Linked DNA regions of Rattus norvegicus: all the other regions are linked to region 1. The links are chromatin contacts, called in public Hi-C maps. All regions are on one chromosome and are shown on one strand. The core of a region is the stretch at or near the end of the contact, and the rest is flanking DNA. Distances in the headings are between cores, read along the strand shown. Region 1 holds the start of Jak2 (Janus kinase 2). Region 2 holds the start of Rcl1 (RNA terminal phosphate cyclase-like 1). Region 3 has its middle 8.0 kb from the start of Ak3.

Evidence for each region. Hi-C and Micro-C count contacts between places; a contact is called where the count stands out from the background.
Region 2: a contact with region 1 is called in a Hi-C map of frontal cortex, with 2.2 times the contacts expected there. The contact joins the promoter of Rcl1 here to the promoter of Jak2 in region 1.
Region 3: a Hi-C map of the A7r5 cell line shows a contact between it and region 1, with 3 times the contacts expected there. The contact joins the enhancer-like site here to the promoter of Jak2 in region 1. A contact is called at or near these places in 10 of 12 Hi-C or Micro-C datasets (the A7r5 cell line, the Rat2 cell line, Schwann cells and 5 more) and 1 of 1 datasets of contacts at active chromatin or transcription factors (oligodendrocytes).

Annotation. Positions count from the first base shown.
Region 1 is chr1:236,407,292-236,411,604 of GRCr8, forward strand. It overlaps Jak2 (Janus kinase 2), which reads left to right and starts at 1,614. Exons shown (of 25, transcript NM_031514.1): 1 at 1,614-1,661; 2 at 1,974-2,056.
Region 2 is chr1:236,235,655-236,239,867 of GRCr8, forward strand. Rcl1 (RNA terminal phosphate cyclase-like 1) reads left to right here and starts at 2,461. Exons shown (of 9, transcript NM_001399456.1): 1 at 2,461-2,681. The coding sequence starts at 2,546.
Region 3 is chr1:236,183,995-236,188,376 of GRCr8, forward strand. No RefSeq gene overlaps it. Among named protein-coding and RNA genes, the nearest start is that of Ak3, 8.0 kb to the left of the region's middle. Within about 2 kb of position 2,442, at least 6 of the 93 cell types and tissues checked have an H3K27ac peak or open chromatin away from gene starts, as enhancers often do. A contact at or near this core is called in the A7r5 cell line, where this site is marked.

The DNA of each region.
Region 1 (4,313 bases), core at 364-2,863:
CTCGGCATTCTCCTGGCAGAGGTAGGAGGATTTCTGTGATTTCGAGGCTAGTAAGCGCTACATTGTGAATTCTTGACTCAAAAATGAAGGAAAAGAAAATCACTAGATGTAAGATCTGAATGCATCATGTATGCAAGGGGGTTGTGGGTGTTATGCATGTTTCATTTCGGTTCACAAACCTGGGGCTAAGAGTAAAAAAAAAAGCCCTATACAGAATGGCCCCAGTTATTTCTTTGAACTCTTATTATTTAGCCCCTTTCCTTTTACTGTCTTCCATAGAGGGTTCTTTCGTGGTCCTTAAAAGTGCCAAACACATCCCCTTTTCAGAAATCCTTCTCATTTTTAGCTTTCTTGAAACCAGATAGTTCCAGGACTGGATCGTTCTCATCCTTCAAGTTTCTGCTCAAATGTCACTCTAGGGGTTCTTTTCTGGTCATCCCAAAATAACATCTCCACTCAGATCCGTGTGTGTGTGTGTGTGTGTGTGTGTGTGTGTGTGTGTGTGTGTGTGTGTGTCCATGTTACTGGCAAGCACACACACAGCACAGTGCAGATTTAAAGCGTATTTTGTGGTTTCTATGAGAATAGAGTATATAGAATGGAGGTTGTCTTCATCTGCTATCCTTGGGAGACTTTGTTCTTCAATGAATGAACGTGGCTCTTTGGGACCCTGCGTGTCGTTTCTTCTTCCAACCCGCCCCTTTGCAGAAGTGGTGGCTAACAGAAGATTTGGGTCTCAGTGCCCGGTCCACGGTGCCACGTCCCCTGGGCTGAGCGCTTAGGGCAGGGAGCCACATGTGGAAGCGAAAGCAGGAAGGGGAAAGTCTCCGCGGAGGCAGCGGCTGCCTATCCTATCAGCTCGGACGCACCGGGGCCTTCCCGGCCGGGCTGACTCATTCCCAGCCGGCTCCTCGGCGAGCGGAGGCCGCAAGCACGCCCAGAGACTGCGCTAACCCGCACCCGCCTCGCTCCTCCTCCTCGCGCGCTCTCGCCCTGGGGCTGCCCCGGGAATCTCCACGCGCGCCTCCGCTTCCCCGGAGCCCGCGACCGCCTCCCCAGCCTGGGCCCAGCCCCGCGGGCGGCGCAGGCGCAGTGGGACGTGCCGGCCTCCGCCTCCGCCTCCGCCCCACCTCCGCTGGCTTGCCTACGCCCGGCTCCTCGGCTCTCGGCCTGAGGCTGCGCCGCGACAGAGCCCGCCGCGCAGGGGCGACTGAGCCGGAGTCGCTGGCCGAGCCGAGGCGGCGTGCGGCCCCTGGAGGGCGGGGACGGGCTCGGCGCGCGGTGGGCGTGGCGTGGGCTGCAGGAAGCTGAGGCAGAGCAGAAAGGGGGCAGCAGCGGCTACCGCCGGCCTCCCGCCGAGCTGACAGGCTGGGCGGGCCCCGGCTCTGGGCGAGCTCGCGCGGCGTCGGCGCCTCGGCCGCGGCCCCGGGTCCGGAGGCGCCGGTCCGGACGAGGGTTGCAGGCGGCTCCCGGGTCCGCCGCTGCGGGATGTGAGTGCGGGCCAAGCCCGCGCGGGAGGGCCCCCTAGGGCCCAGCCTGGCGGCCGCTCGACCCTACGCCCGGCCCGGGGGCTCCCTAGACCTCGGCCCTCCCGACACGTCGCGGAGGAGCGGATCCTGCGCGCCTCCGGGCGCTCCTGTGTGGCCCGACCCGTGTCGCCGGTGGGTGCAGTCCCTTGCTGCTGGATGGGGGTGGGGGGCAGCGGTTCTCCCTGCGGTCCCGCCTCCTGCTCGCCACTTAGCCCCCCTCTGCTGGCAGGGAACTTCAAAGCTAGAAAACCTGCGGGTTTCCGACAGCCTAGGAAGGAGTGGCTGGCTGTTGATAAATGCACGCATCCCGGTGTGCCTTAGAACCCGACCCACCCTCTTTCTTATTCTTCTGTAAATTTTTCTAGACGTCTAAACAGCGCTGGGGGGAAAAAGCATCTATTTGCCCCGGGTTTCTGAGTTAGTGACTGCTGTTTCTGTTTTTAGGTTCCTGAAGCAGGCGACGGGAACAAGATGTGAACTGTTTTTCCTCCACAGAAGAAGAGGCCCTTCTTTCCCCTCCCGGGAAGGTGGGTGTTAGATCTCGGGGCTGCCTGGGTGCTGCAGTTAAAGACAAGGGCGTCTGAGATCTGCGAGCCAGTGCCTGCTAGGGAGGCTGGATGCTTGTGTAGAACGACAGGGCTAATTGTTGCTTACTGCGAAAATGGCAGTGTTGAACTTTTCCTGTTGCTGTGGGAGAATAATTGGGTGGTATTTATTGTGTCTCTTGGATCCTTTAAGAAGCAGTCTTTGTTGGCTTTACAGTGTGGTCTTGCAGAGAGGAAAAAAAGAAGTCGTCCCCTTCTCCCCTTTCTCTTTAGGTAGCCCGAGTCTTAATTTTCAAGTAATTAGAAATACGGGTTGAGGGAACACACTGGTTGTTTTTGCTGAGTTTCTGCTGCCACATTGAATGCTTCCTGTATTCACCTGCCTTGTCGGTTGAATGTACGTAGTTTGCTTTCCGGTGGTTACTAGTCTGTCAGAGGAATGAAAGGGCAGGAGCCACTGAGTGTTGTCACAGAGAGGAGGAGAAATGCGAAGAAGGGAAACAGAAGTGGGAATAAGAGAGTGGGAGGTTGCTTTTGGTTTCATAATAGGTTTGTATGAGTGAATTGTTGGCTTACTGCAAATAGTCTGATATAATTCCCAGCAGATTTGAAAATGAATCATCAATTTTTGGTCCTCTTTCTCTATGTCCTCTACCTGTTTACTATTCCAGATATTAAGATCCTTTGGTTGTATGTGAGTTCGCTTGAGTGTGGTGCATCTGCAGACTGGATGTGTCCAGGACTTCTCCTAATAGTACTCAGTAGTCTACAGGCGATAACATTTACCTGGACTGGAAGCTGCCCAACGTGTAGGCTACAACGTGTAGGCGAGCACTCAGGGTTGGTTTTGCCTTTGTGGAGGATCGTGAAACTTGCCCTGTAGACCAGGCTAGCCTCCAACTCAGAGAATCTCCTGCCTCTGCCTTCCAAATGCTGGGATTAAAAGCCTTCGCCACCACCCACCCGGCTTCGTTTCTTTTAGTGTCTTTTCCTTTGTAATTTGAAGGTGTCTTGAATGAGAAAAGCAAACATGTTTTTTCTCTGCCAATAACCAGATAGGTTATTCTTGAAAGATGGACTCCTTTTCTGGCAAAATAGGAAAAGACCATTGACTTTGGAGTTAGATCTGAGTGTGTGGACCTAGGTTAGGATAATGGTGTTCTTTCCGTTTCATGGCTGTATTACTTACAATTTATTTTCTTAGAGCATTGTGCGAGCCTTGGTGGGATGCGTACAGAGTAGTGAATGGTTCGGCCACTTTTGAAAGTCTTAGCTTCTCGTAGCTGGTCAGGCAAAGGAGGTTTCTAGCTGGGCGGTGCATAGGTGGTCAGTCCTGGTGCTTCTTCCACAGAGCATGGAGAAACTGCATGCCAATGTATTTACAGCCTTTGTATGGGAAGGGTTTGACTCCTGAGCCTGGTGGTGCTGCCCTCTTGTGGTTAACTGTGCACAGACTTGTCCTTTGCCCCTCCATTACGCTGTTTTTCCTTTTTTAGGCTCCCTCTCTTAGTTCTCAGTTTCCCAAACTCTGTCAGGTGCTAGAGCACCAATGAACTTACTTGAGGGAGTTTCAGGGGTAGGAAGTTCTGTCCGTTCCTACAGTGGCGTGCCTTTGTAAAGCTGTATTTTCAGGGTTTACTGTGTGAAAAGTAGCTATTTAGTGTCTGACAATTAGTGTGGCAGTACCCAGGCAACATTAGACCCTAAGAGCGTTAATGCTAAGGTGTTTGACCCTAATAAAGAAATTGCTGACTTTCAGGATTCCTCAAATGAAGACAGTTTGGGAACATCTTTATTTGATTGTAGTTGGCTTTTCTGATAAAAAAAATGTTTCAATTGAAAGCCAGGACCAGCTCATAATGGCTTAATGTAGTGCTTCTAGTAATGTCTGTATGGTATCTGCTAGGTTCTTCTCATAATGCCTGTATGATGTCTGCTAGGTTCATTCACAGTGTAATTCTTCCTCTTGTGTATCAGCTGCTCTAGTCAGTTGATAGTTTTAATTTTATTCTGCCTGGTTCTCTTACCACTATGTCTTTAATAACCTTTTTGTCCCAGATGGACACTGTTATTTTATACTGTTGCTGGAATTTGGATCTCGACCATCCCTGACCAGCTTTGTGTCAACGCCTTTGCTACCGGGCTGTGTGTTGCAGGAGTCTCGCTCTAAGTGGAAGGCAGGAGACACTGAGATGCCAACTTCTCTCCTGCTTCCCTGCTGCCATGGCAACCAGGCCTT
Region 2 (4,213 bases), core at 1,211-3,710, 170 kb before region 1:
AATCATGGAGTGAGGTGTATTTCATTTACCATTTAGTTAGGCAAAAGGCCCTAGGAACCAATCAATAAACTGTACAGAATGTAAACGTAGGCGAAATTCTACCGAGCTGTGCTGTAAGCTTCTACTCACTTACAGTGAGCTATCTTGGTATGAAGACAAAATAAGATCCCATATACAAGGGTCTCGTCTCGGTGTGGAAACTTCTGGCACTCACTCTGTAATATCATACAAACATTTGTTGTGGGTTGCTCATTCGTTACTGTTCAGGGATGTGTAGTTGTAGCTTTCTAAACTGAAACAGCATGTCTGTACCGCAGTAAATGATTTTCAGTAATTTGTTACTGTGTAACCAATCACCCCAGCCTCTAGCTTAAAACACTGGCAGTAACAATTTGTGGCTATGCAATGTGGGCAGGACTCAGTGGAGCCAGCTCATCTGTGCCTCAGATGGCGTTAGCGAAGGTGCCTCCAAAGACCAGTCAGAGGGTAGGTGATGAGTGAAATTATCTGGAGGCTTACCCGATACCCTGGCTGGTACTTGATTCTGGCTGACCTGGGCAGCTAGCTCTTTTCCCTGTGTGTGGATTTTGCTGCTATGCTGAACACGGAGCCCCCCCCCCTCCAACCCCCAACACCCCTCCTGCGAAGGTTCAGAAGTCTAAAAGACTAGACAGATAAATGGGGTTCTCATTGTGATTCTGCCATTTATTGTATTGCTTACAAGCTCCCCCACCCCCTTCTAAATCTCGGTTCTCAATTTTTATACGTCAGGACTTATTCTCAATTGCCCAGAAGATGCTGAAGCAAAAATGAGAGTGGACGTAATTTATAGGAGAGCTATTTCCAGCACATATCAGAGAGAAGCTGGAAAGAGATACAGGGAAAGAAGCCAGGAAATGGTGCTTAACCAAGAGGATACCACTGTCAGAAACTGGAGCTTAAAGGACACCCCAGAGTTACCTCCTGGATGAGGAAAGAGAGCCTGGGTATTTCCATGTCAGCTTCAGTTGGTCATTGCTTGAAGACTAGGAGAATTAATACCCCAGTACTATTGGCCTGCAAATTCCAGGTGGGCTTGAAAAATCTAGAAGCAGACGTGAGACGCTGATGGAATAAAACTCAGCAGGTTTGCATTGAAAATAGTGAGCTCTGAACGAGCGTGAGCATTCTTTATTGAATAATTTTTTCTAAAGGTTATTGAGTAATTAAACGAGATAGCATTAAACACGAAAATGAAAAATCCACTCCTGATGTGAAAGTACTCCTGGTTCTTTAGTATTCTTCACAACAGCGTTCAGAGGAGAGTCTAAGGGTCTTAGAGCTTTTCCAACGCTGCCTGTCAGACCACACTTAACAGTCTGACAGAATGGCTAGGGCTGATCCATAGACGAGGTGCCTCCTCACTGACTGCCACCCTTTAGATGCTCCTCCGGGGTTTCCTTGTCACTCTCGCCCGCTTAGGATGGCCATTCTTTCTCCAGCTTCCACTCTGTCCTCCACTGTGCTTTCTGGGACTTAAGGTCTGGTGTTACAGCCCGTGAACGGCTGCAAACCTAACGCTAAGATACTGAGTTCCTAAGTTGGTAGGCATTTGATTGTTGTTGCTGTTGTTGTTTTAATGGAGAAGTGAAACAATACAATATTTAGGAAGGTTTTGGAGTGCAAGATTGGATGACAGGAAAGATGGAAAAGCAAGACTCCCACCCACCCATTCCCCGCGTATGCACCAACATATATGTCTTGAAGTTATTGCAACTGTCCATTTTAGGTCGTGCGAGGTGACAGATCTGTTTTGACACCAAACTCAAAGAATATAAACGAAGGGGCAGATGAGAAGGGGACAAAGCGAGGCCCCTCGTTACAAAATAAGCAGTGTCCTCTTGTCTAAAGGCTCGGGTCCTAATTCAGGCAGCCTCTGACAGCTTGAAAGACTGTAGGCTGCACCTCTGACGATTTCGGCAAGGACCCAGACCCAGCGCTAACAACAGGGTAAGCGCGCCAATCCTGTTCTCTTCTGTTGCAGGAAAACGCGGGAGAGGCTAGCTTTCTCTGCCGGGGCTGCCGCAGGGGAGAAGCTAAGTACCAGCCAACTGCGGGCACCCAGGCGGAGCCATTGCCTCCTTTGGCGCATAGGCCGTGAAAGTCGTGCACAGACAGACCCCCGCGGCGCCTGGGCGCCAGGGTTTTCCCGCAACACTACGCGTTCCCTCCAGCCGCGCGCTGTTGCTGGGGCCCGGGCACCGCCCTCTTTCACTACCGGCCAATGGCGACGCGGCAGGAGCACCGCCCAGCTACAGCGCAGACCAATGGCGACGCAGAAAGGGCAACGCCCAGCTCTCCCGTGGGCCAATGAGAGTGTGCCCCGGCGCCCGGGCCGCCCCAGCTAGGCGAGGAGGCGGGCGAGCGGCCGCTGGCTCCGCCCCGCTCCCCTCTGACCCGGTGTCTAGTCGCTCTGTCTTCCTGTTCTAAACCACGTGGACGCGTCGGGGGCCACTGTGGCCCGGGTCGCGCTCCCCGCTCCTCTGCCTCTGCGGACGGTGCGCACATGGCGACCCAGGCACACTCCCTCAGCTACGCGGGGTGTAACTTCCTGCGCCAGAGGCTGGTCCTGTCCACCTTGAGCGGGCGCCCGGTCAAGATCCGCAGGATTCGGGCCAGAGACGACAACCCGGGCCTCCGAGGTGACTTGGGAGGGGGCGCGAGGAGGGGGGGGGGTGTCCGGGGTCGCAGCCCGGAGTGGCCGCTGGGCGCGTGGGAGGGATGGAGGTCGGGCGGCGCGGAGACAGATCTGTCCGCGAGCTGCGCCACGCGTGGAACGATGCCCTGCGGCTCCTGGTCGCGAATAGTAAACAGCTACACGTTTTCCTGGTTAGCTTGTTGCTACGAATCGTAGGCATCGCCCACTCGCTTCCCTCTCTTGAGTCTCTTGCTTTCGCCATAACCTTTCAGGAGAAAAACAGTTTTTTGGACTAACATGTAGTGATTGAGTGAGTGGATGGACAGATACTGGAGAGCTTGGACAGCAGTTCTTGTCGCTATTATTTATCCCCCCTCGCCCCATGAATTATAAAATTTTATTTTTAACTGATGCGCTTGTTTCTATTAGTCACCGATGTGCGCAGTACAGAAGCTTTGAAATGGGGTTTTGTTGTGTTTTTCTTTGAACTGGAATCTCATGTTGTCCAGGCTGGCCTCAAACTAGGTGTGTAACAGAGGGATGCTCTTCAACTCCTCTTCCTTCTACCTCCACCTCCCGAATGCTGGGATTACAGGCCTGCTACAGAACTCTCAGCAGATAGTTTTTATGTCATGGACCGAGTCGTCTTGACTTAAGGAAAAGGAAGGCCAGACAATAAACTGCAGGCTTCAAACCTCTTATTGATTTATCTGCCCCACAAAGGTAGATAGATAGGTTGAACATTTGAACCCATGTCTCATTAAATGGCCTTGGTTTGCCCCTGTTCCCCTAGAATTTAGGTACGTGTTCAAAGGTGTCATCCAGATCCCTTCAGACTATGACAACTGAATCAATTAAAACCAAAAAGAGAAAACCTGTCTGTAGTCTGAAGGTGGAGCCGGGCTGCAGTTGGTTCAGGAGACCTCCTGGGCCAGTATATTTGTTTTTGCAGAGGTTTTTGTACTAGACAGCTAGACTGTTTCATCATCTGTCTGAATGGTTTTTATAGTTCCATTTCTGCCACTCTTGAAGTTTCGTGCATGGTGACGGAAATAGAAGGTTAGAAAAGGAAAAACAACTAGAAGGCTCAGGGAGATGATGAGTAAAGTCTATCTCCCCTGCACTGCTGGATTGAACACCGGCCTGGCGACACGATCTTACAATCCCAGCACTCAGTGTGCCGAGGCAGGAAGATCTCAAGTTCAAGGCCAGCCTGGGTCACACAGTGAGTTTTTGTCTTAAAACAAAAAAGTGGGAAGCAGAGGCCAGGTGTGTGTCTGAGTTAGAAGCCAGCCTGGTCTACACTTGTGAGTTCCAGCCAGAGCTACATAGTCAGACCCTGTTGTGGGGAAAAAAAAATCATTTAACAGAAACAAAAACGGAAAGCAAACAGCCAAAAACCTCGGAAGTTGAGAGACTACTCTTTCCCCCCGCTCCCTCTACACCCCAGCTTTACATCTGGTCCTTGGGAGACTTTATTGCTTGGGCTGTGTTGTGTTTTCAACCCCAGCCTGGAGACCTTGCTTCTGCTATGGC
Region 3 (4,382 bases), core at 1,192-3,691, 220 kb before region 1:
CACCTGCACCTGCCTCCAAACGCTGGAATTAAAGGTGCATGCCACCCCCACCTGGCTTAAAACATTCTTAAACAGAAACAAACCAAGAAAGCATCTCATAACCTCACCCGTGGGAGAGTGGAGGCAGGCGTGTCCCTGGAGCTTGCTGTCTGGCTACTTGCTGAACTCCCTGTCTCAAAAACGAGGTGAACAGTGACTGAAAAATGGCACCTGAGGTTGCCTCTGGTTCCATCACATATCTGCACACACATGTCCATGAAAACACACATGCACACACACGCACACACTCAAAATAAAAGATAGAAAATGTTCAGGCTAGAAGGATGACTCAGCGGATAAGAGCACCGGCTGCTCTTCCAGAGGTCCTGAGTTTAAATTCCAGCAACCACATGGTGGCTCACAACCATCTGTAATGAGATCTGATGCCCTCTTCTTTGTGTCTGAAGACAGCTACAGTGTACTTATATATAATAAATAAATAAATCTTAAAAAAAAAAAAAGAAAACGTTCTCTTTGAGGACAGGCTTCTCTGGAGATGGAATTGATACAATCTAGAATCTGGGTAGGAGGGACAAAGACTGTACAGACCAAAGGAGGGGAGCAGAGCAGCGGAGGCAAACCCCCCAAAGTGCGAGATCTAATATTTTACATTTGCAAAAACAACAGAAGGGGAGCCTAAGAAATAAGAGTTTTGTCATAATGTTTATTTGAAAGGATATATAAGTAAAAATATATAGGCAATCACTAAAATATTAAAAAAATGAACAGAGATTATGAAAACATTAGAAATTCTGTAATGCAAGGTAGTGTTAGCACCTTTGGCCCTTTTTTGCGGACTATAGCATACTGCCTGAAACTAGATAAGTTATAATGAGAAGAAATTTGTTGTCTCACAAATCTGGAGGTTGGGAGTTTCAAAAGCAAGATGGCTGGATCTGGCATGGGCCCTCCTTTTGTGTCTTGCTGTGGTAAAAGGACTGACAGTCCACAAACTATTGCTCTTTATTAAGTCTTTAAACTCACCAATCTCCAGCGTCGTCACAGTGGCAAATTAAATTTAACATGAGTTCTGTAGGCAAAACCCTTCAAACTATGGGAAGCCTTCTGCGATTTCTGCACCCATCTGAGAACTCCCATTTGCCTCAGATACAAAGCACATCCATCCCACCTAAGTGGCTTCAAAAGCCCTAATCCATTTCAACTTCGACTTCCCCTCCAGCTTTGAACCTATGACATCAGACAAGTGACATGCTTTCAAAGCTTAGTGTTGAGACAGAGATGAGCATTCTCATTTAAAAAGAGAAAAACAGAAAACTTTGAGTAAACCCAAAACTCCACAGAGCAAGCCCCATGAGCTGTCAAGGCCTAAAAGCAATCTTTGGCTCTAGGTCTCACTGTCACACCATGGACCAGCAGCACATCGAGGCTCTGGGTGGCTCTTTTGGTTGCAGTTCACACACCTCTGTGGGCTGGAGTCAGGACTGTGGCTCCTCTAGAAAGTCATTGCCCATCTGTGGTTCCATAGTTCTGGGGCCTCAGAGGGAGTCTAATTCCACAATTCCGCTAGGAGTTCTCCTAGTAGAAGCTCTAGTCTGAGATGCTGAAGCAAGCTAGAAATTCAGAAAGAATTCTGGGGACATGAGAAGGGCCCAAAGCTCCTGACTCCAAAATCTGGTCTACATATCTCACTGGCTAAGAGTCAAGAACCACAACACAACTGATGAGGTCAGGAAGATTGCCTACAGAGACGCCACGCTGCTTCTCGGAGATATCTCAACAAGAAAGTTCAGGAAAACAAATGCATCATCGCTGTTTAAGGCAGAACATATTCTGTGACCTTTGAGCTTAACCTTATCAGCGCTTCACTCTGATCCTTTAACCTGAAAGTCCCTCCCATAAACCTCCTTAGGATTGCATATAAATGAGGAAATTCTTTAAGACAAGAGAAAAACAGAAGCCAGTTCATTTTCTACCTTAATTTTAAAACTTTTCTAGGTTTTAATACCAGTTAATCTTTGAACCCGGTTCTAAACTGGTTGTAAATTACATCCTTTGAGCAATGCCACTTCCAAAGCCACAAGATCAGATACCTAGGCTCAGATACATACAAATGCATACACACACTTAGGACGCTTCTCTCTGAATGCTCATGCTTAAATTTAAAGTGCATACTACCATTGCCTAATAAATCCAACTCTATTTCATGCTGACTCCTATTGAAACACTTTGGGGGAGGAGGGCAGCAAGGTGACTCAGCAGGTACAGGTTCTGACTGCCAAGTTTCACAAGCTGAGTTCAATCCCTGAGACCCACACGGTGGAAGGAGAGAAGGGGTGTCACTATTTGTCCTCTGACCTTTGGAATGTAGATGAGGAAGCTATGCCTTGACAGCTTTCGCAGCCTGTGATTCAGAGGTTTGCCATGAGCACGTCCTCAGTTGTGGCTAGGGCTACATGATGAGCCCCAGCTGGTCCAGGAGACTCAGAGCAGAACGCATTGGGCGTTGTCTTAGTCAGGGTTTCTATTCCTGCATAAACATCAGGACCAAGAAGCAAGTTGGGGAGGAAAGGGTTTATTCAGCTTACACTTCCACATTGCTGTTCGTCATCAAAGGAAGTCAGGACTGGAACTGAAGCAGGCCAGGAAACAGGAGCTGATGCAGAGGCCATGGAGGGATGTTTCTTACTGGCTTGCTTCCCCTGGCTTGCTCAGCTTGCTTTCTTATAGAACCCAAGCCCACCAGCCCAGGGACAGCACCACCCACCATGGACTGGGTCCTCCTACCTTGACCACTAGTTAAGAAAATGCCTTACAGCTGGGTCTCATGAAGGCATTTCCACAACTGAGGCTCCTTTTTCTGTGATAACTCGAGCTTGTGTCAAGTTGACACACAAAATCAGCTAGTACAGGCAGGGAACCAACCATTCTGCTCACAGGAGCTTGGTACAGTTAACCTGTGATGGGTAGGACACTGGTCACCTCTGTGCTACTGTGGGGGGGGGGGGATGGAGGACAGGTGGTGGTGGTGGGGTCATTCTCCCAATGCAAGGCAGCTTAGCAATTGGCTTCCTTCTAACCTTGGTAGAGCTCTTCGTCACCCCAACCCCACTATGCTTTTAAGCTTACTTTTCCATTCTTCCCTTGACTAGGCCGGTAGTTTGCTGCGCTTCTATGGCCTGCCTATTTTATTTTATTTCATTTTTCTGGCTTTATTTATTATTTTTATTTATACACTTTACATCCCGCTCACTGACCCTTCTCCCCATCACCTCCAAACACACATACACACACACACACACACACACACACACACACACACACACACACACACACACACTCCTTCCTCCTCTCACTCCTCCTCTGAAAGGGTGGAGCTCTCCCCCTCCCCCCAGCACATCAGGTCACTGTGGGGCTAGGTACATCCTCCACCCCTGAGGCCAGACAAGGCAGTCCAGCTAGAACAGATCCCACAGTCAGACCACAGCTAGCCTGCTTCTCATTAAAAGATAAATCCCAGGGTTGGGGATTTAGCTCAGTGGTAGAGCGCTTGCCTAGCAACCGCAAAGCCCTGGTTTCGGTCCCCAGCTCCGAAAAAAAGAAAAGAAAAAAAAAAAAAAAAGATAAATCCCCCAGCGATGGTGGCCAACGCCTTTAATCCCAGCACTCAAGGGGCAGAAGCAGGAGGATCTCTGAGTCTGAGGTCAGCCTGGCCAAGAAAGAAAGTTCCAGGACAGCCAGGGCTATGCAGAGAAACCCTGTCTTGAAAACCAATAAACAAACAAACAAATTCCATATTTAAATCGCTTTTATTTTCTTCCGTTTCACTCTGCAAAGTTAAAGGAAGTTACACAGCTCCCGGTACACCACGCCCAGAAGGCTCTTTTTGGCAGGCCTGGGACAGAGATGCGATTCAGCCAAGTTCTTTGCCACTCCATAAAGAGGAGGCACATCCTTCTGTTTTCAGTATACCTCAACGTGTGGTATCGCATGCAGTGTCTCCTGTCCATATTTCCAACCACTTAAGGAATCTCCAAGAAGAGTAGAGGTCCCCGACGCCCTCCTCTTCTACCCAGGTCTCATCAGGACCTTTACAGCAGGACAGGCTTTTCCTAGTGTTTACCGAAAACAGCCCAGCCTCCCCCATCCAGTTCCACGTGGCACGTGTCTGCTCCATGCTACCTCTGTTCTCCTTAGCCCATCTAAGGATCTGAAACTGGGCTGTTGTGCTTCAAATAATTTGGTGGCCCACAGCTCTGGAGGCGGGGGAATCCAAGATCAAAGTACACAAGGCAGTCAGTGGATGGACAAGGTGATAGCCATGAAGTTTGACAGGGCGGTGGAGACCACAGGCTCGCTCAGGCTCGCTCGCAAGCCCTCTTGAA